Linked DNA regions of Mus musculus: all the other regions are linked to region 3. A link is a contact called in public HiChIP or PLAC-seq and promoter capture Hi-C data. All regions are on one chromosome and are shown on one strand. Each heading gives the region's core, a stretch centred on a gene start, on an enhancer-like site or on the middle of the called end of the contact. The rest is flanking DNA. Distances are from core to core; before and after follow the strand shown. Region 1 holds the start of Lamc1 (laminin, gamma 1). Region 2 has its middle 35 kb from the start of C230024C17Rik. Region 3 holds the start of Npl (N-acetylneuraminate pyruvate lyase). Region 4 overlaps Rnasel (ribonuclease L (2', 5'-oligoisoadenylate synthetase-dependent)).

The links. HiChIP or PLAC-seq counts read pairs in DNA pulled down with a chosen protein or histone mark. Capture Hi-C pulls out chosen DNA fragments and counts their contacts.
Region 1: a promoter capture Hi-C map of pancreatic islet shows a contact between it and region 3. The contact joins the promoter of Lamc1 here to the promoter of Npl in region 3. A contact is called at or near these places in 2 of 39 promoter capture datasets (cranial neural crest and maxillary cranial neural crest) and 2 of 9 other capture datasets (adipose tissue and pancreatic islet).
Region 2: a contact with region 3 is called in an H3K4me3 HiChIP or PLAC-seq map of embryonic basal ganglia, with 3 times the contacts expected there. The contact joins the enhancer-like site here to the promoter of Npl in region 3. A contact is called at or near these places in 1 of 39 promoter capture datasets (neural stem cells), 2 of 15 datasets of contacts at CTCF or cohesin (CD8 T cells and pro-B cells), 8 of 484 Hi-C or Micro-C datasets (bone marrow-derived macrophages, cerebral cortex, embryonic fibroblasts and 4 more), 20 of 115 datasets of contacts at active chromatin or transcription factors (the HPC-7 cell line, SST interneurons, bone marrow-derived macrophages and 14 more) and 3 of 9 other capture datasets (adipose tissue, liver and macrophages).
Region 4: a contact with region 3 is called in an H3K4me3 HiChIP or PLAC-seq map of bone marrow-derived macrophages, with 2.9 times the contacts expected there. The contact joins the enhancer-like site here to the promoter of Npl in region 3. A contact is called at or near these places in 4 of 39 promoter capture datasets (the C10 cell line, cranial neural crest, maxillary cranial neural crest and 1 more), 1 of 15 datasets of contacts at CTCF or cohesin (CD8 T cells), 9 of 484 Hi-C or Micro-C datasets (Th1 cells, bone marrow-derived macrophages, embryonic stem cells and 5 more), 22 of 115 datasets of contacts at active chromatin or transcription factors (the HPC-7 cell line, bone marrow-derived macrophages, craniofacial prominence and 16 more) and 4 of 9 other capture datasets (adipose tissue, bone marrow-derived macrophages, liver and 1 more).

What each region holds. Positions count from the first base shown.
Region 1 is chr1:153,330,376-153,337,223 of GRCm38.p6, forward strand. Lamc1 (laminin, gamma 1) reads right to left here and starts at 2,411. Exons shown (of 28, transcript NM_010683.2): 1 at 1,753-2,411. The coding sequence starts at 2,164.
Region 2 is chr1:153,699,713-153,706,699 of GRCm38.p6, forward strand. No RefSeq gene overlaps it. Among named protein-coding and RNA genes, the nearest start is that of C230024C17Rik, 35 kb to the right of the region's middle. Within about 2 kb of position 3,564, at least 87 of the 459 cell types and tissues checked have an H3K27ac peak or open chromatin away from gene starts, as enhancers often do. A contact at or near this core is called in the HPC-7 cell line, cerebral cortex, embryonic basal ganglia and 8 more, where this site is marked.
Region 3 is chr1:153,543,003-153,550,986 of GRCm38.p6, forward strand. Npl (N-acetylneuraminate pyruvate lyase) reads right to left here and starts at 6,712. Exons shown (of 12, transcript NM_028749.1): 1 at 6,646-6,712; 2 at 2,261-2,344. The coding sequence starts at 2,328.
Region 4 is chr1:153,763,766-153,771,401 of GRCm38.p6, forward strand. Rnasel (ribonuclease L (2', 5'-oligoisoadenylate synthetase-dependent)) reads left to right here. Exons shown (of 9, transcript NM_011882.2): 9 at 1-456. Among named protein-coding and RNA genes, the nearest start is that of Rnasel, 18 kb to the left of the region's middle. Within about 2 kb of position 3,701, at least 44 of the 459 cell types and tissues checked have an H3K27ac peak or open chromatin away from gene starts, as enhancers often do. A contact at or near this core is called in the HPC-7 cell line, adipose tissue, bone marrow-derived macrophages and 2 more, where this site is marked.

The sequences.
Region 1 (6,848 bases), core at 1,161-3,660, 220 kb before region 3:
GGCTGCCCTCTTACCCTAGCGCATGTCTCTGCAACAGAGACTTCGCCAGAGATTAGTTTCTCCCTCTGCAATCACCTGAAATAAACCTCAGCTCCTTAGCCTAAAGAAGGAGGAAAGCAGAGATTGACAGCCTATTGTTCAGAACTTTTCAACGGCATCTCAGGCACTTGGGAGACGTCAAGGCCTTGCCTCTGAATTTTGTTTCTTTTTTTTTAAATCTGAAAACGGATTAAGCAAGACTTCAAGGGGATTCAGAATTGAGTACAAAAAAAAAGTAAAACATAAAAAAAAAGTTAAAAATAACTGGACATAAGTTATAGAACTTAAAAACTCTGAAGCTACTTCAAAGGACTCCCAGAGATCTTGGGAAGCGGAGTGCCGTCTGGAGAAAGGCATCTCTCCAAAGCATCACTTTTACACTTCTATGTCGTTCCAGTCCTTTTCAAAACCGAACTCACTCTTAATTACTGAAAATCGGATGCCTCACATTTTCATTTATGAGCTTGTTTTCAAAAAGTTCCATCTGCCTGGTGACTCGTCTACAAAGAAAAAGGCAGCATCTACTACAGAGGCAGTAACACTGCTCTCCTAAAACTTCCTCCACACACAGTCATTTACACTTTCAAGGCACTTTCTCTAAGTCATAGTCTTTCTCTGAAGAAAATTCCCTGATAATATAATATAATATAATATAATATAATATAATATAATATAATATAATATAATGAAGAGCAGTGGAAAGAAAACCCTGAAACCACGATCAGGGGACTATCTGCCTACAAAATATCCCTCTCAAATATCCCAGGGCAACAATCAGTTTTTCACACTTAATGTTGCACAACTGAACACAGCAATGAAAATTTTTCTGCTCTCTTGTCTGTCTCAAAAGTAAAGAAAACATCTCCAGGTGAAGCAGGAACTTTGATCCGTTCAGATAATCACAGCCTTGCTCATCCACGGCTCTGCCATGAAGTCTCCTACTTCAGCCCTCTCCTGGATTCTAAAGCATGCTTGTCTCCACACTTGCTTCGGATCAAAGCAAAAGGGAAGACTATCCAGGAGAGCCTTGGAGCTTTTTACACCGGAACAAAACTGCCCTCAATTACAGAGAGTGTCTTCATTACCTTTCTGTTTTCTCCCAACTAGGATTAGCAGTGAAACAGCTCCTAATTAAGGCTGAACAGCTCTGAAGAACAGTAACTTTAAAAGTGAACTTCCACTTTAATTACACATAGAAATACCGGCGGCAAAGGCATTTGCTCCCCTCAAATTCCCCTATCAAAACTAAGAGCAATCATTCTCAACCCTGGAGACAGACAAACATTTTAAAGACAAGTGTTTGAAAGTGGACCTTCAAGACTCTAATGTAAGCATGCTATGTGATAGTCCTGTCCTGCCAGGATGAGTGTTTCATTAGCGCCTCAGGGTGCAAAAGGGGGTGGGGGGGTGTTGGTCCAAAATCCTAACTGCTGAAATAGAAAAGAATCAACGGAACGAGAATCCGGTTGGACTAGAAAGAGTAAGAAAAAAAGAGAGAGATGCTAGCGTGGGACATGGTGGCCCTCACCGGATGTTCAAAGCGAGATGAATTTTAGAAGTTGGAGAAAGGAATTTCTGTGTGTGGCCCACGCTGGAGAACAGACCGTCAGCACGCGGCTGGACAGGCCCCTCAGGCCGGACCAGCGGCTCCATGGATGCGGCCCCGGAGCTGGACCGTGAGCGAGTAGTGGGGACGGGGCTGTCATCGCTTACCCAGGTGCAGCGTGAGGTTGATGGAGTTGGGGTACTGCACCCCGGCCAGCATAGTCTGGCTTTGCCACCAGGTGGTGTCGGCCTGGTTGTTGTAGTCGGTCAGGAAGGCTGCCCCGTGTTGCAGGTGCTGCTGGCCGGCGTCGCACAGGTGACAGGACTTAGTGACTCCGGTCACCCCAGTCTGCACGCAGTACTCCTCGGGCGGAGTCCCACACGTGTTGGTAGCCACCACGGTCACATTGAAGGCGGCATTAACAAACTCCGGCATGCAGCGCTGCGGCCGCCCGCCCTCATCCGCGCACTCGTCCATGGCCGCCCGGACACAGCCCGCCACAGCCGCCAGCACAGCCAACAGCGGCCACAGCCGCCCCCGGGGCTGCAGGGCCAGCGCGGCCCGCCCGCCGCCCGTCATCCCGCTGCGCGCGGGCCCTCGGCAAAGGCTGGGGTGCCGCGCTGCACTCGCCTAGCGGCGTATCCCGAGGCCGATCCTCCGCTGCGGGCCGAGGCCGGGCTGTGGACCGGGCTGGAGGCCGAGAGCCGGACGCAGAGCCGATGGGTGGGCGTCCGAGCCAAGATCGCGCTGCCTCCGCTACCTCCCGGTGCGCAGCCTGCACTGTGCGCCGACCCCCGACTTCCGAGCGCGCACTCGAGAGCGCGCCCCAGGAGGAAGGAGAAGGGGGTGGGGTCTGCCCGGCGGGGTGGGATCTGGCGGTGGAGAAAACCCAAGGCCGGCCTCCTCGGCAGCTCACGCGGGCCAGGAGCTGCTCCCCGCCCTACGCGTCCTCCCCAGCGACTCCCGGCGGCGGCGGGGGCGGCCTGGAGGGCGGTGGGCCAGAGAAGCGAGATGGGAGGGGCGGGAGCCAGAGGACCGGGCGCGAGGTGGGCGGGGCGGTGGAGTAGGAGGGTGGGGTGCGAGGAGGGCGGGACCGGCAGCAAAAGGGAGGGGGGCGCGAGATGGAAGAGGCAAGGGGTCAAGTGGGAGGACTTCTGGATGGGCGTGACTAGAGGTGGGCTGGGCGAGGGGGTAAGAGGGAGGGGCCCAAGGTGGGCGGAGAGGGAGCGTGAGTGAGGGAAGGAGGGCGGGGCGTGGGGTGTGGGGTGCTGGGCAGTGCATGCTGGGAGGGTAGGGGCTTCGGTGGGTTGGGAACCCTCATCCAGGTCTTGTACCTTAGAGGATCTTGCCCTGGAGGGTATGAGGCTAAGAGGAGGTTCTTAAAGGGAGACGCAGGTGGGTGAGGTGGCCCGGAATCTGTGTTTTTGACTTCATGAGGACTTGGACCCTGGCCCAACCAGATGTCAGTCCTTACGGTATAGCTCAGCCACTACCTGACTCTGGAGCCTGAACACAGCGCAACGGTGCGGTGGCCTGCGTGACCTCGCCCTCCCCAGCCGTCCCGGGCATTGCCTCCTGTATCCCGGGGCAAGCCCTGCCCACGCTGAGGGGAGAGATCCCGAGGTGTCCAAGGGACTGGATCCCTGTGGAACACAGGGCTCGATCTCAGCTTCAGAGTCAATTTTGTGATTTCCTTGCTCTAAATTAAAATGTGACTGTCATTTAACCGGGCAAGGAAGGAAGTGAGAAGGCTGGGAATGGAATGACATTTTCCCCTGGATACGCAGACCTGCTTTGAAATTCTTCCACTCTGTTGTTTGTGTGTCCTAGCTTGCCTTTAAAAGACTCGAAATTATCTGGATTCTGACATCCTCCTCTTCGGACCTGCTGAGTCACAGAATATTGTCAGTGCCAGAATGACTCAGTTCCCAGAGCCCGAGCCAAAAGATCATGCGTTTTAGTCTCAGATCAGAACTACCTGCAGTGCTGATAGGACCAGCAGACAGGGGAAGGGAGGGTGCTGTAAAAATGAACCAGCTGAGAGCCGGGCTTGGCAGCACACTGTGCTAATCCCAACCCAAGATGCAAAGCAGACCAGCAAAGTGTAAGCTCCGGATCAGTAGTCTTTTTAAGATAATGATACTGATAGCTACAAGATGGCCCAGTGGGTAAAAGCACCTGCCACCAAGCTTGGTGACCTGAGTTCAATCTCCAGGAACCACATTCTGATTTCCACACCTGCACCATGAGACTTGTGGGCGCGCGCGCGTGTGCGTGTGTGTGTGTGTGTGTGTGTGTGTGTGTGTGTGTGTGTGTGTGTGTGTGTGTGTGATGATATGACACATAAATAAATAAATGTGAGTTTTAAGATGGGGTAGTGGGCATATGAAATGATGAAATATAACAATAACTAGGTAATGATCGTTAGGGTCAGTGTTAGAGCCACAAGCCCTAATTAAGAGGGCCCAAGCATAATGGACTATTTATGATGGGTAAAGGATACTGTTCAGAGAGCTTTTAATACTGGAATTACTCGGGAATGCATCCACCTGACTTATTGGATGAGATGATGGAGATTAGGTATGCTAAGGGTCTCTAACTCTTTACTCCTTGTAACCCTTTGGAGAAAGAAACATGGGAGCTATAATATTTTAAATCAATGGTTCTCAACCTGCCAGTCATGACCCTTAGCAGGGGTCTAATGACCCTTTCACAGGCATTATGTAAAGACCATTGGAAAACAGAGATATTTACATACTGCCCATAACTAGAAAATTACAGTTATGAAATAGCATTGAAGATGATTTCATTGTTGGGGGTCTCCACAGTGTGAAGAACTATGTTAAAGGGTCACAGTGTTAGGAAGGCTGAGAACCAGTTTTTTTAGGTGGCTGAAACAAAATCACTCTAGTCACATAACCCTGGAGGGAATGATGTCTCAGTGCAAACATGCTAAACAAACTAGTGTGTGTCCTTTACATTGTTTTCTTTTGGTTTCTGAGGTCCAAAGTTAACTCCAAGCTGCTATTTATGGTACTTTCCTCTGTAATTTCATCACAAGACCTTCACGTGCCATTTGTAAAGCACATGAAGGAACCTTGAATCAACCACTAAATCCTATTGCTCCCTGGAATATGTTAAAATAACAAGAAAGTATTGGGTTTTTTTAAAGCAATAAATTGTATCCAGCCAATACGCTTGATGATGAAGATTTGTTTCATAGTATGGATGAGGAGTGGAGAGAGAGGAGATGAAACAGTTTCACTCAGTAGTCCAGGCTGGCCTGGATCCCACACCAGTCCTCCTGCCTCAGCATCCCCAGTGCTGAGACCCGTAGGCATGATTCACCATGCTAGTCATCATTTTCTGAGTGTTGATTCAGGCACACCAAAGACTTTCTAACACAATTTCAAAAACAGGTGGGGAGATCTGAACACTGGATGTTGGATGGTAACAAAGTATTTGAAGTTCCTGGAGGCATCACAATTCCAAATAAACCTGCTATTTTACAATAAGAAAATAAACCAGGGCTGGAGAGATGGCCCAATGGTTAAGAGGACTGACCGCTCTTCCAGAGGTCCTGAGTTCAATTCCCAGCAACCACATGATGGCTTACAACCATCTGTAATGGAGACCGATGTCCTCTTCTGGTGTGTCTGAAGACAGCTACAGTGTATTCGTAAAATAAACCCCAGCACTCGGGAGGCAGAGGCAGGCGGATTTCCGGGTTCGAGGCCAGCCTGGTCTACAACGTGAGTTCCAGGACAGCCAGGGCTACACAGAGAAACCCTGTCTCGAAAAACCAAAACCAAAACAAAACAATAAACAAAAAGAAAGGAAGAGAAATCAGGGTGATGCACCTCACCAGAGTGCGATCCCAACATCTACTGTGTGCAAGGCAAGGGGAACCTCTGCTCCAGACCAGTGAGACCCTATCTTCTGCACCTGCCCCCTTGAAAGAGTATATAAGATTTACTGTAGATTACACAGTTTTCTTCTTTCTTCTTCCTTCCTTCCTTTCTTCCTCCTCTTCCTTGTCACCTTCTTCCTCATCTCCACATTCTTTTTCCCTCCTTCTTCTTCTCCTCCTCTCCTTCTCCTCCTCTTCCTCCTCCTCTTCCTCCTCCTCCTCCTCCTCCTCCTCCTCCTCCTTCTTTTTCTCATTTGCTTTGGTTTTTTTGGTCAAAAAATTCCAGAGCCTTTTCCTTTTATTCACACATTTTTAACTACTTTGAAGCTCCATTGAACAGACATGAAAGGAAATTTAAGTTCAGGTTCCTGAAAAGATTCTCTTAATGCCCAGTCAGCAGTGCCTCTATGTAGCAAGGCAGAAGGAAACAAGCCATTTGACCATATGAGCACGATACCCCGCCCCCAAAGACCCTTTATATCCCAGTTAACTCTCCAAAACCTAAGAGATGTGTCCTTTCAGGATATATCTGAATAACTTTCAAGGTAGGATGTTCACTGCCTTGGTCACTAACCTGTGAATCTGTAGGCATGCCTACCCCTACCGAAGTATACCTGGTCATCAACAGATGTCCACTACCTAAGGGTCTAGACAGCATGTTATATAATTAGAAAGAATTTTAAAGTTTGTGTTGGCCTTTCAAGGTTGCACCTTTGTGAGGTTGACACTCCAAGGTAGGTGTAATAGGTATAATTACTGATGTGTTTGCTTTGCCATTATTCAGGCTTTCTGGTCTCATTTTTGAGTCTATTTATCTCCAGACATAAGGACATAAGGACTATCTGCTTTGTTCCTTATATTTAGAAGTGTTATCCATAAATAACACCTACTATTAATTAATAATATGACAATCTTAGCCTATAATTGTATATTATTTGCATTTTAGAAAGTTTCTCTGAAACACAGGATGCTATTGCCTCTTTAGCATGGAAGAAACTAAGCCACAAGATTAGTAAACTCTGATCCCATGTAGGAAGCAAAACAAGGACAAAAGGCTGCCTTCTGGCTCTCTGTGCACAAAGGTCTCCTTCCGTTGTATAAAGGTCATAAGAAGAACGAGGGTAAACGAAGCCCTGTTTTACACAGCCAAGGTTTGTCAGGTTGTCAAACAGGAGTTTAAAATTAGAGGGGAATTAAAGTGATACTGAAAAAGAGTTAGAATTTCCTTCTTCAAAGTTACAGTATCTACACACGAAGGGGATAGTTTAGGCTTAGAGAGTCTGCCTGTGTCCTTAGTACAAATCCGAGCATTACGAGAGGCCCTGTGTGACTCAGGTAAAGAACAAGATTCTT
Region 2 (6,987 bases), core at 2,314-4,813, 150 kb after region 3:
AGTTTTAACTCTTGCAAGGTATATGAGTTTGGGGGGAATTCCCATCTGTAAAACTGAGATGTTAACAGAGCCAGTACTAGGGTTTGCTGTGATCAATAAGTAGTTAGCACTGTCTCTGCTTCCTTTTCTTCCTTCTGAGGATGGGGTGTGATAGGACTTCTGGTTACCAACAACTTCCTCTGTAAAGCTTCACAAACTGCCCTACCTGTGCTCTTCTGCTCCTTGGGTGGGGTAACAGGGCCCTCTGCCTGGCTCTCCATTCCTTCCTTTAATGGTTACTTGGTGTAGAGCCTACTTTTGTATCTGAGTGCTGCTACACTCATGAGTGCAAATGCGTGTTAAGTGCAGTTAGGTTTCTCCTTTTGTAACTCGCTTGCTTCTTGCATGACTGTGAAAGATGAACCATGACCAGTGAGAGAGCGGAGGATGTAAAGGCGACTGGTGTGCAAGCCTGGCAGGCTGAGTTCTATCCCCCAAATCCATGTAAAGGTGGAAGGAGGAAGCCACCTCCACAAAGTTGTCCTTTGGCTTCCAAACACATGGCGGATGTGCCTGTGATGCTGCAGAAATAAATAACAATAAAAGAAACCCTCAGAAAGCCAATGCTATTATACAATCAGTATGCCTTCTCTTCTTTGCTACACTAAACTCCCAAGAGAAGAGACTGTGTCTTCCTCATTCCTTATTTAGCTCCCTAAATATTTACTAAAAGAATGTTGAACCCACAAATGCTTTGGGGAGGCACTGTGTACGGCTGAGACGCTAGTATAATTTAGGGGTGGAGGCAAGACCTCTAAAACCTGGGATCTCGTGAACTTCCTTGGCTCTTACAGTGACTCTCCTTGGTTTATAAGCATTGGCATCTGCCGGGTGAATGTGGGCAGCTGTGCACTTATGAGCAGGAAGAAAGAAAAGAAACAGTTGGGAGTCAGAGGCTTAGTTGAGCAGCTGAGACTCTGTCTAGCCAGATCCCTGTGACAGTCCTATGGGATGGGGCATTAGTTTCCTAGGACGGTCAAAACAAGTTAGTGCTTTCCTCTTTTCGGAACTCATTTGCTTCTTGCATGACTATGAGAGAGAACCGTGTCTAGTGAGACGGCACAGGAAATAAAGGCAATTGCTCTGCAAGCCCAGCAGCCTGAGATTTACCCACAGAACCTATGTGAAGGAGGAAGTCAGTTCCACACACATGACCAAGACAACAGAACTTTATTGTCTCATGACTCTGGAGCTAAACGTTCAAGATCAAGGCCCTCCTCGGCTGGTTTTCAATGAGGCATCGTCCCTAGACTTGGTGATGGCTCTTTGCTTGCTACTGGGAATATACATCCCTGAACTGCAGGCTTCAGCACGTCATGTCCCTAGTCCTTCTCCTTCAGGCACTGAAAGCAGCCGTATGAGCACCTACAGGGGCTGGCTCTGTGCAGGGATAGTTGATGGGGAAAGAAGGGGATTCAGATCTTGACAGACCAGAGACTCAACGGTGACTCTGTACAGCACCTTCTGGATGGCTCTTGACTTCCAAGCACTGGATTCTATTTTTCCTGCTTGAAGTACGGAGCCACTTATGTTCATTTGGTAGGTGCCTACGCTTGCTATGTGGAAAGTCCTCAGAAGAGCCAAGGAACTCCTAGAGTCTCTTCCCTTTTCCTAATGACAGCTGTCCTAATGGACAGATATGTCCTTCTTGCATAACTTCAGCGTCATCCTCTTTAAAATCCTGTCTCCAACTTCTGAGGTACTAGGGGTTAGGAATCAGCCCATTATAAGGTAAATGCTGCTGTTATCACCAAGAACACAAGAGGAAATGAAAGCACAGATGGATTATATGATATCCCCAATGTCACATGGGGCGAGGCTGGCAGAAGTGGAGTTTAGAATCCTGGCACTCTAAATCCAGAGTCAACATCCCAGAGTCTACTGTGCTGTGGACAGGAGGTTCTAGGGGATGAAGTGGGTGGAGCTGGTACTGGAAGGAACTTGGAGTACTAGAACTAAACTGTCCTGGGATGGGACCAACAAGTGTACACTGACTAGAGTAGAGATGGGGGACACTTTTCTGACCTTTGCTCACTCAGAAGTCTTGAATCCTGATAGAAAACAACCATGGTTGAAAAGATGTACTGCAGAACCTACCTGGGGTTAGATTGGCCAGTTGTGTGAAGGCTGTTCCCTGGCAATGAGTCTACAGATGCAGTCACTCAGTTTGATTTGTGTCAGTCCTGCCCTTCATACTGTCTCCCCTAGTCCTTCAGTCTGTCCTCCACAAGGGCACATCAAGGATACAACATTCCTTTTAGGGTTGCTGAACCACAGCCCAGTCCCCAGACTAAGGACATATGGCTCCATCTCCCTCATCTGCCGTGGGAAGGCATGTCCCCAGTGTGTGGACCTCAATGCTATCTCCCTCCGACTCCATTCGGCAGGCACTAATACTAGCATCATGGGCATGAACAGGGGCTGCCTCTTCCCAGAGGTCACTGGTGGGAGAGCACGTAGGATTCTGATCCACAGAGGCAGGGGCCTGGACACCGGTGTTGTCTGGGACCCTGGAGAAGGAGCCTCTCCAGGTCTTGCTTTGCTTATTAGCAAAAGGGGCCCAGTCAGTACATTTCCTGGCAGGGTAGCCACAAGGATTATGGGTAATTTATTGAAACCACATGGAGCAGGACTCGGTATTGGGGAAGTGCTTAAAAAATTATAGCTCTAAGCGTTGGCAACCCTGGCCCCGGTGTGAGGCTATCTTAATATTCAGTCCCTTAACATTATCTGGGATCAGTTGGCAGTTAGTCAGCTGAGGTGGGTGAATGCTTGCAGAAAAACAGAGCCTCTGTTAGCTTGTAAACAACGCTTCTCGCCTAAGAGGGTACTGTGTTAAATGCAAGGTAGATATGCCAGGACTATCTGCTTGTCACTTAGCTCCTCAAATCACCACCCCAAATGCAAACAGATTAACTGGATGTTTGAGTTGGCAGAGGAAAAAAAAAAAAACAAAAAAAAACCCAAAACAACCTCCTTGCATCAGATCTGATCAGGCACTGACAGCATGCCCTTACCTAATGGCAGGAATCGAGCAATGCTTTTGGCTTGTAGGCTCTGGGGTAGCACAGGTGGATGTTCATACTCTGAGTACCCCCACTCCCCAGTGTAAACTGCTCAGGGATGAATGGGGATGGAGTCACTTCCAACTCACAATAGTGATGTGTAGGTTTGCTGGGATTCGAAAGGAAATGCTTTCCACCGCATGTTCTAAAAATGAATGTGTTGGGGTTTTCCCAGTGAGGGTATTGTTAGGCCAGTTGTAGCTAGTGTGTAAGGATCATTGACGATTGGCAGAGTCTCCCAGGAGATGGCAGAGAACTGGGGTGAGGGGCTGGGATGCTAGGCTTCCGGGAGCTTGTGTATCATGATCACGTTCACATCTCGGTCCGGTCTGTGTGGATCATGGGAAACTCTTACTGCGAGGTGGGGGAATGATCCCTGGGGAGGTGACTGTGGACAATTACTCAGCAGCTCTTTTGCTTTCCCTGTGGCCTTGGCCTGGGTAAAAGAAGGAGAGGGACAGGCTCAGGGAGGACCCAACCCTGAAGCAATCAGGAGCAAATAGCCTTGCATACCTGATTCAGGGGCTGCCATGCCTGAGCTGAAGCAACCTCAAAGAATAGGTGTGTGTGTGTGTGTGTGTGTGTGTGTGTGTGTGTGTGTGTGTGTGTGTGTGTTGGGGGGAGGTACAGGAGAGCTGTCGGACCCTTGTTCCTCACACTGCTAAATGGCCTTTTCTGCAGGCAGCTCTGCAGAGGGACTTGACTCAGGCGGGGAGGAAGTGTTCTCACACAGAGGGACTGGCATCTGCAGCCACAGAAACAGGCTCGCTTTGTTGAGGGAGCAGCTGTTGGCCACTTGTTCACTGGCTTGGGCTAATCCCTCTTTTGAGTGGAAGCTGGAAGCCTGGATTCTGAAATAAAGGACACAGGAGAAGCGCCATGACATGTTCAGTGCCCGCTGTCGGGGTCATTAGCTTCTCGAGGTGAGGTGAGCCCAGTGTGCTGTTTTTGGTCGGCTCCCCTGCTCCCCTCATCTAAAGTCCTCGTACTGCTCCCCTCCCGCCCCTGCCCCACTTAGGATCTTGACAGCTGTCCGTCCTGTCCCTGAGGGCCTTTTTTGTCTCCCTGGCACCTGCCCCTGTTCTCTACAGTGTTCAGGGTCAGAACGAAGCATTCCAGGCTGGACAGAAGCCAGAGAAGCCTGGCCACTTTGAAGGGACCTCAGCCTCTTAGATTGCTATCCGGTCCCATTCATAGGGCATAACAACCTATCCTTATAAGGTGGCTGGGCAAAGCCAAGGACCTTTAGGTGCCTGCTTGTGAGCATAAGTTGGGGGTGGATTGGAAGAGTCTGGAGATGTTCTCTAGAGCCGTAGAAGAAATTTCATGTACATCCACCACCCATGCAGAGAAGAACGGAATAGATCAGAAGCACAGAAGTAGCACTTACTATAAACCCCATAGAGAGGTCAATGAGAAAAGGGGGGCACACATTCGTGTAGGGGATGCTGTGACTCGCATCTCCTTTCATCTTCGCTGCAGTAGGTGTGATGATCCCTGGGCTCTGAAGGGTTAACCGAGTATGCTGATGAGTAGCAGCTGGGGTGGCAGACTCTGTCTGCGTCTGTGGTGCCCTGGCTCCCAGCCTAGCCTCAGGCCTCTCTAGAGCACCTCCTGTGTGAGAAAACTAAGCTCTTAAGCTCTTCAGTTCTTGTCGCTCTCTTTACCTGGAGTCTGAAGTCTTAGAGGGAGTGAGTCAAAGCTGATACCTCTCATCTGGCAGTCCTCTTGTTCAGGACCCTGGCTGGCTACGTGATTCCCATCCTAGTTCTCATGATGATGGTAAGTAGACCGAGGAAAGCTTTTCCTACACAAAGACGAGATCCCTCACTCTCCACCTGTGGGGCTTCAACACTAGGTTTTTCAAACTGACCCCTGCACTTTTCCCTCTAACCTCAATTTAAATCTTTAGCACAGAGGCTCTTCCACCTGTGGGTTGGGAGCCCTTTGACAAACCTCTAGCTCCAAACATATTTACATTACGATTTATAACAGTAGCAAAATTACAGTTACAAGAGTAGCAATGAGAATAATTTTGTGGTTGGGGGTCACCACAACATGAGGAACTGTACTAAAGGGTCGCAGCTTTAGGAAGGTTGAGAACCACTGCTGTAGTAAATTCCCCTGGAAGATTTAGCCTATGAGCGCTCATCAGTGACCTTGGGAAAAAGTGAGACTCCTGCCTAAGTCTCAGGGACTTTCTTTGGAGGGACTGTATAGACTCTGCAGGAAGTCTGTCAGCCACGGTGCAGCAACAGCTGGTCTGCCTAGGGCCTGGTAATTCTAATTTTTATTTGAATGCCCATCTGCCCCATCCCTGACATCACGGTGCAGCTGTGGTCTTGTTTTCCCTTCCTGTTGCATGCGCCCAGGGCATGGTCTTGCACTCACTCCTGGGCAGTTAAATGGCTCTGTGGGTGGCCTCACCCTGATTAGCCTGTGGATTGGTTGGGTGTGGATGTAACTAGGCAAAGCAGGAGCAACTAAGGAGGCTTTGACTCTGGGTCAACCTACCCTGGGGGAGGGACACCTGCCAGGGAAGTATGGGAGAGTCTCATCTGTTCTGAGGGAGGGAAGAAGGCAGTACCCTGAGAGATGATCGCTTATGATGCCCAGAAGACAGCCTTCTCAATGCAGAGCTCAGCCCTGCAGATTAAAGGGCCACACGGCTCTTCATCTGGACCACACCAGGGTTTCCAGACCAGTATAGACCAAGGCACATTAAACAGGCATACAAAGAGCTCATCATGCCAGCAAATAAGAGTTCTTTTCAAGATAAGACTGTGCTGGGTGAAGGTCTCCTCATTATTCTGATTGCCCCCAATCCCTGCCCTCTACTTTTTCTCAACTTTATTCTATGTGGCTATCCTAATTCTGACTGCTTGCTTGCTATGTGTTACTGAGAACTTTCAGGAATCTCTCTGAGACTCCATTTCCTCATTTGCTAAGTGGAGCTGGTAACTTCAGAAGTACTCTTATATATGCTTGCCACCAAACATCAGCAGCAACACTGTTGATAATTAAAGGACTGGACATTTTAAACAGACTTCTTATAAGAGAGATTAATACCTTTACAGGAATATCATGCAGCTGTAAAAAACAGATAACAGTGACACTCTAAACCCCTCTAGATATGTGTGTATGGTGGTTTGAATATGTTTGGCCCAGGGAGTAGCACTATTAGAAGGGGTGGCTTTGTTGGAGTAGGTGTGTCACTGTGGGGGTGGGCAATGAGACCCTCCTCCTAATCACATGAAAGCCAGTCTTCTAGCAGTCTTCAGATAAGGATACAGAACTCTCAGCTTTTCCTGCTCCACGCCTGCTTGGACACTGCCATGCTTCTGCCTTGATGATAATAGACTGGACCTCTGAACCTGTAAGCCAGCTCCAATTAAATGTTGTCCTTGTAAGAGTTGTCTTGATCATGGTGTCTGTTCACAGACATAAAAACCTAACTAAGACAGTAGTTGGTACCAGGAGTGGGGTATTGTTATGATAGGCCTGTTTTTGTTTGAATTAATGTGGACTTTGGGACTTTGGATTTGGAAAGCCATGGAATGCTTTGATTTTTTTTTCTTAAAATTTAAACACAATGAATCTGTTCATGCATAAATATATATTTTGATTTGAGACAGGATTTCACAATGTAGCCTAGAACTCACTATATAGACCATGTTGGCTGCAAACTACAGAGATCCATCTGCCTCTGGAGTGATGGGATTAAGTGCTATATGCCCTGAAACAATATATTTTAAGGTCTTGATCTGTGTGCAGTGAACCTAAAGAGAACAAGAAAATGGTAGGGGATAGGTTTAGCCTGGGTGATGAGAGGCAGAGGAAGGCAGGCAAGGAGCACAGGAGAATGTCTGTAATTCACATCCAT
Region 3 (7,984 bases), core at 5,462-7,961:
TGGGTCTGGGCCTTCAGATAACAGCAGACTAGGGAAGGACGCACAGCTGCTCCCAGGGTGTCCCAGATGAAAAGTAAGGCTGCCTGGAGAATCCGCTTCTGAGATTAATGTAGCAGGAAGCGGATGGAATGTGCTGAGCTGTGACACAGACAGGATCTCACTTGTCCAGCCTGCTCCGGTAATCACATGCCTCTTGCTTATCTATGCAACAAGTGGCTGAGGCATTGAGAAAAAGCTGATTTCAGCCTTTCCCAGAAGCTGGGAAAAGGGAGGAGTAACAGAAAACAAAGACCATTAGCCAGCAGAGTGATCCACATAATACTTCAGCGCGTTAGATCCAGTAAGGGTGGGAGTTTTTCACACATCTTATAAGTCTTGGGCTCCAAATATCTGAGGGACCACTTCTGAATGAGAACTAGGAGCTCTTATTAGGTTTACAAACTCAGGAATAGAACTCCCCAAAGAAAGGCCTTTTAAGGAGTATTAATTAGCCCACCTTCCTCTAATCCTTGTCTCTTGCCACAGTGACAATTCAAAGCTGTTGTTTTAAGTGAAGTGGCCAGGCACTGTCCACTTAGGATTATCTTCCTAATGCTCATCAGCTTGCAATGTAGGTATGGTGACAACTCTTTTCTTACAGGAGGAGGAAGCTTAAAGAAGCCAGAATTCACCTCTGACTGGGTCAATAACACTCAGATGGGGAAGTGCCTGTTCCCCTTGTGTCAGGTGTCCAAGGAGGAGTTGGGCATAGTGCAGAACTATGTATGGCGCACACCCTCCACCCCCAGCCAATCAGTTTCTAAATGAGACTGGAAAGATGTCTGATGAGTCCACCTTGCCGATGTCTTGCTCTTTCTCGAAGCATACAGTTCTCCTCAGACACTGGTCCTTGAAAATTGTATGTCAACTTGACACAAGCTAGAGTCATTTGGAAAGAAGGACTGATGAGTTCAAGGCCAGCCTGGTCTACAGCGTGAGTTCCAGGACAGCCAGGGCTATGTCCAGAGACCCTGTCTCAAAAAGAAAAAAAGCTGGAGAGATCGCTCAGTGGTTAAGAGCACTGACTGCTCTTCCAGAGGTCCTGAGTTCAAATCCCAGCAACCACATGGTGGCTCACAACCATCTGAAATGAGATCTGATGCCCTCTTCTGGTGTGTCTGAAGACAACTACAGTGTACTCATATACATAAAATAAATAAATCAATCTTTAAAAAAAGAAAAAAAGGAAGAAAGAAAGAAAGCAGATTAAGCAGGCCAGGGGAAGCAAGCCAATAAGCAGCTCCCTCCATGGCCTCTGCATCAGCTCCTGCCTTCCTTTGATGATGAGCTGTGATACAAAGCATAAGCAAAATAAACCCTTTCCTCCCCAGCTTGCTTTTGGTCACGGATTCATCACAGCAATACAAACCCTAGGAAACAGCCTGCTTTGTTTCCTTTGTGTAGTGTGTGTGTGTTTTGATAGATGTGTGTTGTATGATGTGGATATGTTACTGAGCCTATGTTGTATATGGGTACATGTTTACCCGAAGGTTGGAAGCTAACTTCATATGTCTTCTTTTATTGTTATGTTTTGAGGCAATATCAGAACTAAGCCTGAAGCTTACTGACTCAGACCTCCTCCTGTCTCTACCTCTGCCATCCTGGGATTACCTGACTTTTACACAGACACTGGTGATCTGTACCTGGGTCCTTACTCTTGTGCAGCAAGCATGGTTCCAGTCAAGCCATCTCTTCAGCACCCTCCCCTCACTTTTGCTTTTCCTTTTGGTTTTTCAAGACAGGGTTTCTCTAGTGCATCCCTGGCTGTCCTGGAACTCACTCTGTAGAACATGACTGGCCTTGAACTCAGAAATCCGCCTGCTTCTGTCTCCCAAGTGCTAGAATTAAAGTCGTGCACCACCACTGCCTGGCCCTCCCCTCACTTTTCTGAGGTGAGTTCCATGATTAAACTCTAGCAGACTCCACAGTGAGCCACCCTGCTAGCCACTCGATGATGCAAAAGTCCAAAATGACAGGATCCCTAGAGGGACTGGGACAGTACTCATGCTAAGATAGATCCTCCTCTATTCCTCCGGCCCCATCTGGCCTTAAAGGCACCAGGAGGACTTCTTTCCCTCTCCCTATTCCGCTGTGATGATGGCCAGCCCTTTTCTGACTTAGGAGGTCAGGCACACTGCAGAAACTACCACTTGGTAAGACCACCCCAGCAGAGGTTCCAGTGACTGGGAACAGGTGCCCCTCTGGCCCCAGTGATAGTTACCCATTCTCTGTCATTGGAGTGATGGTGGCAGCAACAAGACCCCGGAGTTTCTTCTTAGGGAAGGCCATCGGGTTGCTGGAAGGTCTGGAAAACACAGTGTCATTACTCTCTTTCTTCAAGGAATGTCAAGTAATGATCAAACTCCCAGGCCAAAGTTCATTCCCAGTTTGGAACTGTAAAGCAAACTTACAAGATAGAAACACCCAGAACAAGTAGAGGAATGTAAAGATTTAGAACCAAACTATATTGGTGGGGAAACTTTAAAGACAAAGAGAGGGTGGGCCTGGGGAAATACTATCTGGAGGGTTTTCCATTTTAGCTACACAGAGAGCTGGAGAAACCCAGACCTCAGGAGGAAGAGGGGGAAGATCCAGCAGCAAAGGTCTGGAGATATAACTCCACTCCGGGGCCTCAACTGTACAAGGTTGCTATTGCTTAAACTGAATATAGTTAGAAAGAAGGCATTATTTCTTTCTTCTCTCAAGGTTTTTTTTTTGTCTGTTTGTTTGTTTTATGTTTTTGTTTATTTGATTTGATTTGATTTGATTTGATTTGATTTGATTTTGAGGCAGGGTTTCTCTGTGCTCTGTGTAGCTGTGGCTGTCCTGGAACTCACTCTGTAGACCAGGCTGGCCTCCAACTCAGAAATCCACCTGCCTCTGCCTTCCAAGTGCTGGGATCAAAGGTGTGCGCCACCACGCCCGCCTCTTCTCTCACTTTTTAAAGATTTATTTTTATATGCATTGGTGTTCTGCCTGCATGTATGTCTGTGTGAGCGTGTCAGATTCCCTGGAACTGGAGTTACAATTGTGAGCTGCCATGTGGGCACTGGGAATTGAACCCTGGTCCTCTGGAAGAGCAGTCAGTGCTCTTAACCATCTCTCCAGCCCCAGAATTCTTTTCTCTACTCACATCTTAAGCTGGCATCCCACCAAAACTCAGTATTTAAAGATTTCAATGAATCATTAGCTATCTCCATCAAACCAAGTATCCTCTGGTATTCTAAATCTGATATTATTTATTTTGCAGCTTCTGTAGACTTTTTTGGGTCTCTCTCTCTCAACATTTTTGTGCATGTGTCTAGGTCTACAGGGCACACACAGCACATGTGCAGAGGTCTGAGGACAACTTGTGGAAACTAGTTCTTTCTTTTCACAAACTCAGGAGGTTGTCAGGCTTGTCAACAAGCTGTTGAAGAAGTTTTTGCCTTTTTTTTTTTCCTTGAGGCAGGGTCTTTGTAAGCCATCCTGGCCTCTAGTCACTGTGTGTCGGAGGGTGATCTTGAACTCCTGTTCTTTCTGTCTCTCCGGAATTATTGGCGTATGCCACCATACCCAACCTCTACTTGTAAGCTGTACATTAAAGGCATGTACCACCATGTTTTGTTCTTTTTTTTTTTTTTTTTTTTGTGGTTCAAGATGAAACCCAGTTTTTTGGGCATGGTATGAACTTGGTCAACTAAGCTACACCCCAGTTAACATCTGGTTTTCTTTCTTTCTTTTCTCCTTTATTTTATTTTATTTTTTTGATTTATTTATTATATGTATATGGCTACACTGTAGCTATCTTCAGACACACCAGAAGAGGGCATCAGATCCCATTACAGATGGTTGTGAGCCACCATGTGGTTTCTGGGAATTGAACTCAGGACCTCTGGAAGAGCAGACAGTGCTCTTAACCTCTGAGCCATCGGTCCAGCCCAACACCCGCTTTTCAGCTCATGTGTAATGACTACATAGGTGACTGAATGAAACATTCGGACTGAAGCTGATGGCCAATTCCCTGACAGATACGCCCTGTTGGCACAGGGAGCATTATTTCTTTTTTTCTTTCTTTCTTTTTTTGCTTTTTCGAGACAGGGTTTCTCTGTATAGTTCTGGCTGTCCTGGAACTCACTTCTGTAAACCAGGCTGTCCTTGAACTCAGAAATCCGCCTGCCTCTACCTCCCAAGTGCTGGGATTAAAGGCATGCGCCACCACTGCCCAGCTGGGAGCGTCATTTCATTCCCTCATGTGGGACTGATGGTGCTTTCCACCGGGCAGAGTGAACCTGACCGTCCTAACGTGGAAGACCCAATACACAGTTCCCATAGAGAGGAAACGAGCATTCTAGGAGAGAGCCTGGATCAGCAGGCAGGTGGAAATGCCCACTACAGGTCTCCATCTGTCATCCCTACAGCGATCTTAAACCAAGATACCTAAAGTGAACTACCACCTTAGCCCTCAAGTCCTCTCCTTTCCTTACAGGGTAGCCCTAGAGTCGGACTGCATCTTGGCTCCACCATTTCTCTCCTGTAGCGAGGATACCACTCACAGTGTTTACAGGGTCAAATGAATGAACTGACACAGTGCGCTTGATGGCTGTGCCGGACGCATGCGCTGTGCTCTCTGTGAAGTTCTGTCATTAATGGGAACAGTCATTTGTGCTGCTGCCTCCTCCCCAACACTCAGCACTTTTGCCCACTGAGGTCCCAAGTCACATAAACTCTGTTATCTCCTTACCTGGAACTTCCTCCTTCCCCTCTCCTTCCGGTCTCATGACAAACCCCGTGCTACCTTTTATCTGGGTCAGTAATCATCGACCCAGGTCCAAGAAGGTTAAAATGATAAGAAGCTGAGTGCTTGAAGCAATCAGCATTAAGCATCCTACCAATGGTCAGCTCTGGCTACACAGACTCCCATCTTCTTGTGCTTCGGGCTGCATTTATTTCATATTTGATAAGAACATCTTTAAGTTCTGATCGGGAAGCCTTATACATCTTTGAAAGCTATTAAATGAATCACCACTTAGATGCAGTTTGAGCTAAAAACATAGGGCCTGTGAGAGAAAAGGAGGGGGGCTGGCAGTCACTGTAACACCCCCAGAACACCCACATTTCTAATCTTGTCTCTATCCTAGTCAGATGACATCAACTTCCTGGCCTGCTGGGAAGGTTTCTTTATGCCTCCAGGGTTTCTCTGTCTAGCCTTGGCTGTCCTGGAACTCACTCTGTAGACCAGGCTGGCCTCGAACTCAGAAATTCGCCTGCCTCTGCCTCCCGAGTGCTGGGATTATAGGCATGCGCCACCACTGCCCAGCTGGGAAGGTTTCTTTATGCCTACAGTGTACCAGCTCCACTGTTCAAAAACATTCCCGAGGCCACTGCCTGTTTCCCCCGTGGCTTATCTTTGCTTCAGAGCATCTGTCTCCCACTTCAATCCCTTCAGTGTAGCTCACTTTTCAAACTCACTCTAAGAGTCAAGGAATTGCTATGCATCTGAAGACCAGCATCTGGGAGGTGGAGGCAGGAGGGTTGGGAGTTCAAACCCATCTGTGGCTGACCACAGGCTGACAGCGGAGACCAGCCTGAGTTACTTAAGACCCAGTTTCAAGGACATCAAAACAAGCCGGGCATGGTGGCGCACGCCTTTAATCCCAGCACTCGGGAGGCAGAGGCAGGTGGATTTCTGAGTTCGAGGCCAGCCTGGTCTACAGAGTGAATTCCAGGATAGCCAGGGCTATACAGAGAAACCCTGTCTCGAAAAACAAACAAACAAAATCATCAAAACAACAAAACCCAGAGGATTCAGCAGAGCATGGCAACACACATCTTTGATCCCAACATTAGATCCGTGAGCAAGGCCAGCCTGGTCTACTTGTAGTTTCAGGACAGCCAGGGCTACATCATAGAGATACCTAGTCACAGAAAAGAGAAGAGAAAAGAGGATTTCTTGATCCTCCAAATAGGAAATTGTTTAACTTCAGATTTCCTCCTGAACTGTTACTTTTCATTAAAAATCCCAGCGTTATAAGCAGGATAGAAGCTCATTTCTGTTCAACACTGCAAGCCCCTTGGAGGCAGGAGGCTCAGAGTCTGCGGCCAGTTTGAGATACAAGATCAACTTGGGAATATTATGCTTTGAAATATTTCATATTTGAATTAAGAGCAAATAATCACAGTGCTCTCGCACCCATGACTTAAAGTGAGCTTGGGATGTTCTTGTTGAAACGCCGGGGAGAGGGTAGATCCCTGGAGACCTCATCCATGTGAAGGAATGCCAAATTACAGACAAAAGTTGGCTTAAATTTAAAACCGCCAAGTTTTAAAAGGGAGGAGGGGGAAGTGATGTAGTTCCGAACAAGGAGAATGACTTGAGAAATACTTGGCAAACTAGAAATGAGATATTGAAAAAACACAAAACATGAAATACAAGCAACCTCTTCTATAAGAGATAGGTGTATTAGAGCTAACGGCTAAATTCCCTTCTGCTCAAAGGCTTAAGAGACCGATTCTGACAAGGGTTCCCGGAGGCCAGGCTACGCGGGTCTGCAAAGAATCCCCGAGTGTCACTGGCCCCAGGCGGCAGGGTCGCCCTCAGTCCCAAAGCTACCCTGCCCAGCGTACCTGACTTCACTCCTCTGCTCGGTGGCGCCGCGCTCACCTAGGCTGCTGTGCACTGGAGACGCGATCTCCTCTGAGCAGCGCGGTTGCGCTTTTAACTCAGGGGCTGCGGGACCACGTGGGGCCGCGCGGGGAGCCTGGGGGTTGTAGTTCCACGTCGGGCCGGGGAGCTGCTTCACCGGCTGGAATCCCGAGACTGCACTAGTTGCTCCTTCTTGGGTGTGGCCACAGCCTATTTTGTGAAAGACTCGTAGCTCCTGCACCTCTTGGATACCCACTGTCCTTATTATTCTGAGTCCGGGAGTTCTCCTCCTGTTCAAGTCCTGCAAGTGCCAAGTCTTGTTTGCATTGGATGTGAGATGTTGTGATACAGTGGTGGCTGCCTAGCAGCCACTTGGCTCTCTAGACTGACACTACTGCTCCAGTCCTGCCCATTGCCTTGTAGGAAAAGGGAGAAGTGAGAAGATTTTAAGAGTGGATTACAGGCCACAGGTGGTTGTGCGCTCCTTTAATCCCAGCACTTGGGAGGCAGAGACAGGAGGATTTCTGGGTTCAAGGCCAGCCTGGTCTACAGAGTGAGTTCAGGACAGCCAGGGCTATACAGAAAAACCAAAACCAAAAAACAAAACAAAACAAACAAACAAAAAACAAAAGAAAAAAGAAGCTGGGCAGTGGTGGCGCACACCTTTAATCCCAGCACTCGGGAGGTGGAGGCAGAGGCAGGTGGATTTCTGAGTTCGAGGCCAGCCTGGTCTACAGAGTGAGTTCCAGGACAGCCAGGCTACACAGAGAAACCATGTCTAGGGAAAAAAAAAAAAAAAAAAAAAAGAAAGAAAGAAAGAAAGAAAAAGAAAAGAAAGACTTTTGAAAGTGAAACAAGTATTTTTCTTTTTTGAGAGTGATCCATATTAATTTATTGGCATAGTCAATTTATCAACAAGATGGGTGGGTAGTCTGTCCCCAGGAGGTGAGGTTGATTTCCATCTGCCAGAAGAGGTGCCCACACCCTTCATTCACCTTGAAGACTCAGCACTTCAGGCTTCAGTCAGGTTCTCACAGTCTTATCGGTCTTATCAGTCTTATCCTGGAATTAAAGGCGTACACCACCATGCCTGGCTTGATGCTTATTATTTTATTTAGGGAAAATATGTTTTCTTTCTAGCTTGCAAAGTGCTCTGGACTCCATTGTGGTTGTTTGTATGCCTGTGTGCATCTCTTTCGTTCTCTCTCTCCCTCTCCCCCCCCCCCCCCGTTTTAATTTTAAAAGTTTAAACTTTATTTTATTTTGTGGGTATAGTTATCTCTGTACACAACATGCATGCAGTGCCCATAGAGGCCAGAA
Region 4 (7,636 bases), core at 2,451-4,950, 220 kb after region 3:
TTGGAATGGGAATTAAATGCTATCTTAGATTCCTTATGAAAGGAGGCATCTGGAAGCAGATAGGTGGCTGTCACTGTAAGGAGTTAAAGCACACTGGAAGAAACAAAGTAATGGCTTAAAAGATGGCTTTAAACTGGGCAGTGGCGGCACACGCCTTTAATCCCAGCACTTGGGAGGCAGAGGCAGGTGGATTTCTGAGTTCGAGGCCAGCCTGGTCTACAGAGTGAGTTCAGGACAGCCAAGGCTACACAGAGAAACCCTGTCTCAAAACAAAAACAAAAAAACAAAAAAATAAAACAAAAAATAAAAATAAAGTACTTAAATATTAAAAAAGATGGCTTTAAAACTTAATATTTAAAAGGGTTTTAAAATTGAGTTTTGTTGTCTGACTTGGATACGTCAATCAAAATGTCTACATGTGAAGAATACTCAATAAAAATTTGAATCGTTTCATTACGTTGGATTTTCTGTCAGTGACTTGTGATAGAATAGATGAATCAGCAGTTCCTGGGAACTTTAATAGCTAGGCTCTGATTGAGAGGGTTAGTCATAGAAGGAAGGCCGAGATGCTAAATACGTAGGAGTAGACTAGTAGTGGAGACTCAGCCCATCTGGCCCAGCTATCCGTCATTACCCCGTTACTAACTTCGTTGTGTGAAACCATTTTACTTACCAGTTTCAGTTTGTAGGCTTTCAAGAAGTTATGTGGGTGAAATTTCTAAGCGCCACCTATTGAATGTGTTAGAGAAAAGCTATCGTTTCTATCCCGTGCACTACATAAATGAAGCTCCAAGTAGGAACTCTAAGTGGAGAGCTGGACAGACACGCCCAAAGCCTTCTCCTGGCTCTGCTGAAAATGGAGTGGACTTCGTTTTCATAAGAGACACATTATCCTTTACAACTACTTTTTATGCTTAAGGATAGAAATCTACTTTTGGGACAATAGAGTTTTAAATATTCTTTAGATCATTTAGTCATACAGCTCTCCCAGAATGCCCCACACTGCCAAAAGCACAGGAAGAAATCTTTCCAAATAGTGCTTGACATAAGTTTTTTTTTTTTTTGAGATATGGCTACATTGTTTTCTTCTTCCCTTACCTCCTTCAAACCCCTCCATATATCCCTCCTTGCTCTTAAATTCATGTCCTCTTTTCATTGATGGATATATTAATTATCAATATCAATATATATCAATTATATATCAAATGTATATCAATTAATGATTAATTGATTTATTTATCAATAGATGAAAAAGAGGTCATGAGTATATAAGGACATATGCATAGCAATACAATATTCCTGGTGACAGAAGAGGCACTCCAAAAGTCCTTCCATTTAAGCTAATATCACTCTAAAACCAAAACCAGGTAAATGAAACAACAAAAGAAGAACATGACACTAATATCAACTAAGATCAACGCAAACTCAAAAATCCTCAGTGACATACTTGCAAACGGAGACATATCTAAATGAGTTTCCACTATGACTGTCTTGGATTTATTCCCATAATGCAGGGATGGTTCAACATATGTAAGTCAATAAATGCAATAAACCATATAAATAGACTTAAAGACAAAAAAAAAATCGCCTGGTCATCTCAACAGATGCAGAGAAAGTTTTTGACAAAATCCAACATGCATGCATGATAAAAGTCCCAGAGAATATAGGGAACTACATGTAACTTTCAGAGGGGACAAATCTCAACATAATAAAGGCTATCTAGAGAAACCCACATGCAACACCATCCTAAATAGAGAAAAGCTTAAAGCAGTCCCATTGACGTAGGTAGGAGACAGGGCTGCTCACTATCTTCATTCCTACCCAATACTGTGTTCAAAGCACTAGCCGGAACAGTGAGGGAAGTGGAGAAAATCACGGGATGCAGATAGGAAGAGGAGCTAGGTTATCCCCATTTACAGATGATGTAATAAGAAATGCCAAAGACTGGCAGAAAATGTCTAGAAATGATAAACAAATCCAGCGTACATTTTAAGGAAGGGTGTGTTTAGTAGCATACGTCTGTAATCTCAGCTTCTATGTTTCCACAGGCTTGGACGTTGGCTAGCCCAGAGTGTCCAGAAGCGAAAAACACGTACTGTTAAACAGTGTAGAAGGTAAGGTTCTACACACGGAGACATCTCTTCAGCCTCGTTCTTTAAAAATGTGAAAAGGACAGGCTGGGAACATGATTCAGTTGGTCAAAGTGTTTGTTGTGTGTAGTGTGAAGTATTTAAAAGCACCCACACTACCGCCGGCAAGGCACCGGCAAGGAACCAGTAGGGCACCAGCAGTCTGGCTGGCTGGTCTCACCCTGGCAGACCCTCTGTTTCAGAGCTCTGAAATCTCTAGGTTCCTAGGGCCAGCTGTTGCCATGTCAGCCCCATGTTTCCAAATTCCCATGGCTGGCTGGGGTGTCTCGACACTACATTTCTCTGGAATTCAGTTGAGTGGCTGCATGAAGGAAAACACCACACAATCTTAGTTTAGAATCAAATGGCAACACAATTGCTGGGTGCAGCAATTAGCATTCTAATGTTGTAAGCTATTCTAAATATAACTCCTCCGTTGGTGAATCCTGGCGGATCAGCCATCTAAACCAGGGGCCTCTTGCTAGCTATATTTTGTCCTCCAAACTCTCCCAGTCTCCCAGGCAACTCTCCTCTCTTCCTCTGCTGTCCAGTTCCCTGACCCGGAAGTCCCGCCTACTCGCCCAGTGGTTGGTTCCTTGAAATCTTTATTCATTAGGGGAAGGTTCACATGAAGTCACCTGAGTACCAGAGTCACTCCTCTCCCTAGGCAGCCCCTCTTGGGGAAAAGAAATTAGCATCAAAATACAAACAGCACCAGGGCCATCCACAACAGTTGTGCATGCGTGGGGATTTAAGTTCAGTTTTCAGAGCTCATGAAAGAGCCACAAACGTAGGGCAAACGTCTGTGATCCCTACACCCTTACAAGGAGATGGGAGGTGGAGACAGGAGACTCCCCAGAGGCTTGTGGGACAACTGATTTTGTATTCAAAGCTAAAAGTAAAACAGAACCTTTGTCTGAAATGAGATGGGAGGTGAGGACTGATATTTGAAGTTGTCCGTGACCTTCATACCCATGCCATGACACATACCCACCTGTATTCACACACACAGACACACACAGACACACACACACAGACACACACACAGACACACACACACACACACACACACACACACACACACACCATGCATTCTTTATTTCCATTCCATTCCATTTGATAGATATTTTTCATTCAGTAATCACCATTACAGATGTTTTGTTGGACATGGAACACATTAGATACTGTGTTAAGCAAGGTGTAGTTGGCCTTGCCATGAAGAGGTGTCAGTACATGTTAGGAACATACAAGACAGACAGCATGGATGAGAGTGAAAGTAATAAAGCTACCACTTTCTAATCTTTTGTTTTCTAATGGCCCGAGATTTTGTGTGTGATCTACAAAGATGCCCATGACTGTGCCAGAAGATGTTATCATTCCTGTTATGTAGAAGAGACAACTGATGTTCTTGAAGTTGCTAGGGTGCCATCCTTTGAGCAGATACATCCTTTGCTAGGATACATCCTTTGTAAACAGAAATGTCAGGATGGACATCCAATCTAGTGAGGTCTTAGACGGTTGTCTTTCTGGAATTGCAAATGTGTAAATGTGGAACTGGTCACTGGTCATTGTTCAGATGTGTGAGGACTTTTCTCAGTTCCTCTCCTCAGCAGCTGTTTGGTGACTTTTCCTGGACAGACAGGAACAAATGCCTATTATATACCCCAGATACATGACCATAGGAAAAGGCTCCTAAATCCCATAACTTTCTGAATTCTTAAAGTGTTTTTCCTCTTAATTCAGAGGAAATAGCTGGACAACAGCAGCCTGGTTGTCTGGACACCACTGCCTTTCTGTGTGTGTGTGTGCGCGCACACGTGCACTTATATGAGTTGCGGGTATCTGTATGTCACAGTGTGTTTGTGTATAGGTCAGAGGACTGCCTAGGAGGTTGGCCCTTACCTTCAACATTGTTTGATAGGGTGCTTTGTTCACTTTTGCGCATCCAAGGCTAGCTATCCCCCAAGCTTGTGTGAACTCTCCTTTTTCTGTCCCATCTTGCCACAGAAGTGCTGGGATCATAGACACATGCTACTACATTTGACTTTCCATAGGGTCTAGGAATTTGAACTTATGTCCTCACACTTATGTTCAAGGGCTCTACATACCAAGCCATTTCTTCAGCCTACTTATTGCCATTCCACATCACTGCTATGGACTGAATGAAGTATGAAGTCCCTAAATCAGATGGTGTTTGGAGATGAGGCATTTGGATAGCAATTAGGGTTGGAAGAGGTCTCAGGGTGGGCTCCTTATGATGGGATTTTGTGACCTACCTCATACCAAAGACCGTCTTTTACCTCTCCTTGCCAGAAAGACATACAGAATGAAGACAACTACTTGTATACCACAAGGAGAATGAAATGGCCAGCAAGTTCATCGTAGACTTTCAACCTCTGGGTGTGGTGGCGCACACCTTTAATCCCAGCACTTGGGAGGCAGAGGCAGGTGGGTTTCTGAGTTTGAGGCCAGCCTGGTCTACAGGGTGAGTTCCAGGACAGCCAAGGCTACATAGAGAAACCCTGTCTGGAAAAACAAAACAAAACAAAACAAAAAACAAACAAACAGACTTTCAACCTCTAAAACTGAAAGGACTGTAGTCTGCTTCAGCCACGCCATCTAAAGTGTTTTATTACAGCAGCCTAAACTGATATGTACTCTGGCTTCTCAGGCTGTAGGAATCTTTTAACCTTTTTACCAAAGTAACAAAGCCAAGCACTTAGCCCACAACACAGCTGCTCCGTATGTTTACGAACTTCCTCTTTTCTCTCCCAGGAAATAAATGTTACAGGAAAAGAAAATGGTGCAGCGTCTCATTTCTACAAACCATGCTTGCAGTTTCCGGCCACCCTAGGGTCTGCATGCTCAGACTAAGAACATGAGATACTCTGACAGGGGTGCTGAACAGGTTGGGAAGAAGAAACAAGGAACTGGGTTGTTCTGAGACACTAGAAAACCATTGGCAACAATATGCAAACAATGTTTATTTTTATCCTTAAGGCATCAAAAATCACACTGGAGCTGTGTTAGCCATCACACTTTTAACATTGAAGCCACGAGCCCCTAGGGGATTTGGAAGCTACAGTAGGGAGAGCACCAACCTACAAGAAGTGTAGAGATTTTTCATGTTCCATTTCCTGGAAAAGCTCTCTTTTCTTTGAGTTTCAAGTGTGTGCTGTTCTGCACGGCAGTGGGCATGGGGGCAATAAAGGGAGTGGGAGAAAACCCTCGCTCTGCCAGAGTTCCCGTGCTCTGGGCAGGTGGATTTGGAGGACTGCCCACACACTTTCCATGAAGCACCAGGTGGGTGTCTGGCTGTGGACCCAGCCCGCGGAGGGTGGACAAGGGGCAGTCCTTGGTCTTTGGGCCTCACAGAAGCCAGAGATAATAGGTTCTCAGTCCCGGGCATCCCAGACAGTGATGGACACAGCAGAAGAGCTGAGAACAAAATGGGGACCCTGGGGGAGGCTTGGCCAGCCCTGGGGCTGAAGGGAGGAGAGGGCAGGGAGAGAGGGGATGTTGGGTGCTCCTCACGCTGGCGAGAGTCCTTGGTCCAGAGCGCAGGCAGGCCTTCCAGCGGGAGGTTAGATGCTGCTCCTTAGGGGAAAAGCCTATCCCATCATTCAAGCATGGCAGGCTTTGATGAGCAGAGACAGTCTATGGCTTTAGAGCTTTATTGTAGAAAGACAGGAAGAAAGAGAGAAGGTAGAAAGAAAGAGAGGGGCGGGCCATGACCACGTGGAGAGAGGGGGGAAGGGAGAGAGAGATAAGGAGGGCTAGTGATGAGAGTAAGAAAGGTGAGAGTTTAAAGAGAGAGAGGAGGGGCCAAGCGGCCCCTTTCCTTTTATAGTGGGCTGGGCTACCTTGCTTTTGCAGGATAGCTGTGGGGAGGAGCATACCTGGCTATAGTCAGGTAACTGTGTGGGTGGAGTCTAGCCAGAATGCCAGAAGCTCAGGACATTGTCTGCGTGACTTATAGTCACCGAATTATGGAGTTGGTGGCTCTGTGGTGTCAGGCACCTGTCTCTGGGAACGTGGTTCACTGTTCTGTCCCTTGTAGAGTGTCCTACTGGGTCTCTACTGGGTCACCAGAGCAAGCCTCATTCAACCAAAACAGGCTGTCTTTCACGGTCCCACACTGTTCCCCCCTCCCCTTCTGGTATATAACATTGAGGCAATTAGTATTTTGTTTGCTCTTTTAAACAGAGACCCAGTGATAATGATTCACCCCCCTGGAAGGTTTGCTTCCGGTATGTGTGGGCCTCAGTGGCTGGGTAGCCCAGAAAGTACACATCATGAATCATCTACAGACGGCTATGCTGCCCTTGGTTTACAAATACTAGATATACCACAGGTTCTGCTCCCTGACCTCGAAAAATCTGGCTAGGTGTGGGGCAGGGATAGAGGTGGTAAAGATATGGTATAGAGACATGCTAGTAAAGATACAGTTTACTAGGTGGGTATATTGTGCAGGAAGAAAGTGTAATCAGAGTAGAAAGGGGTTGGGTAGCCAGGGCAAGTGAGAATTAATATGGCAGGTAGCTGAGCTGCAGCATAGGGAATTAGTTAACTGAACACCCAAAGAAAGCAAGAGAATCAGACACAGAGATTAGCGAAGGGATCAAAGAGCAAGTTCAAAGTTCATACCTGACCTGCTCATGGAATAGCAAACACTGAGGATATCTAAGAGGGGCCCACAGCAGGGAGGAAAGGAAACTGGAACCTATGAATTCTTGGAGGACTGTAGGCAGGGAGCAGCCCGACATAGAAACTGTAAGGGGATGACTCCGGCTTCTGCTTCACTTCGAGCAGACTGCAGCGGGCAGGTCTGGAAACAGAAAGGTCCATTCGAGATGTTAGTTGGTTCATGTAGAGGGTTTGTTTGCTGTCTCTGGATGAGAGAAATGGTGACTGCAAGCAGTTATACTATGGGTGTGTTTGGAAGGAGGCATCAGTAGGATTTGCTGGTGGAGGAAAGGCCGGCAGGAGTGTGGGACAGTTATAGGCATTCTGGCCTGAGGGATGAGAGGAAGGGGACTGTGGTAAAACTGCATGGAAATGATGTTGGAAGAGTAGGTGTAGAGGAAAGACCAGGACATCCACTGGGGATTGCTAAATGTGATCTTCCTACTAGATGGTTAAGGGCAAAGGCCATTTGGAACATATCAAGAGTTGAGGGGTAGGCTGGCTGGAGATCCAAGAGTGAGTCAGCTAATGATGCCAGAAATAATCATTTCTGTGCCAAGAAATGATTATTGAGTAGTCAAATTGCCTGCGTAGAAAAAGGTGGGTGCCTTTGAGGCAGAAGGTTTATGATGGAAGCAGTTTGGACTGCCTGGAGACTAGTGTGGTAGATGATGGAGGTAGGAGCCAGGTCCTTTATGGCTTTTGATACTGTGAAAGAGACTTTGGGTTTCATCTGAGAGCAACAGGGAGAATTCCAGAAGGGTCTTTAGCATGGATGTGATTACACTCACACTTTAGGAAGATCACAGGGAGGAGAGGAG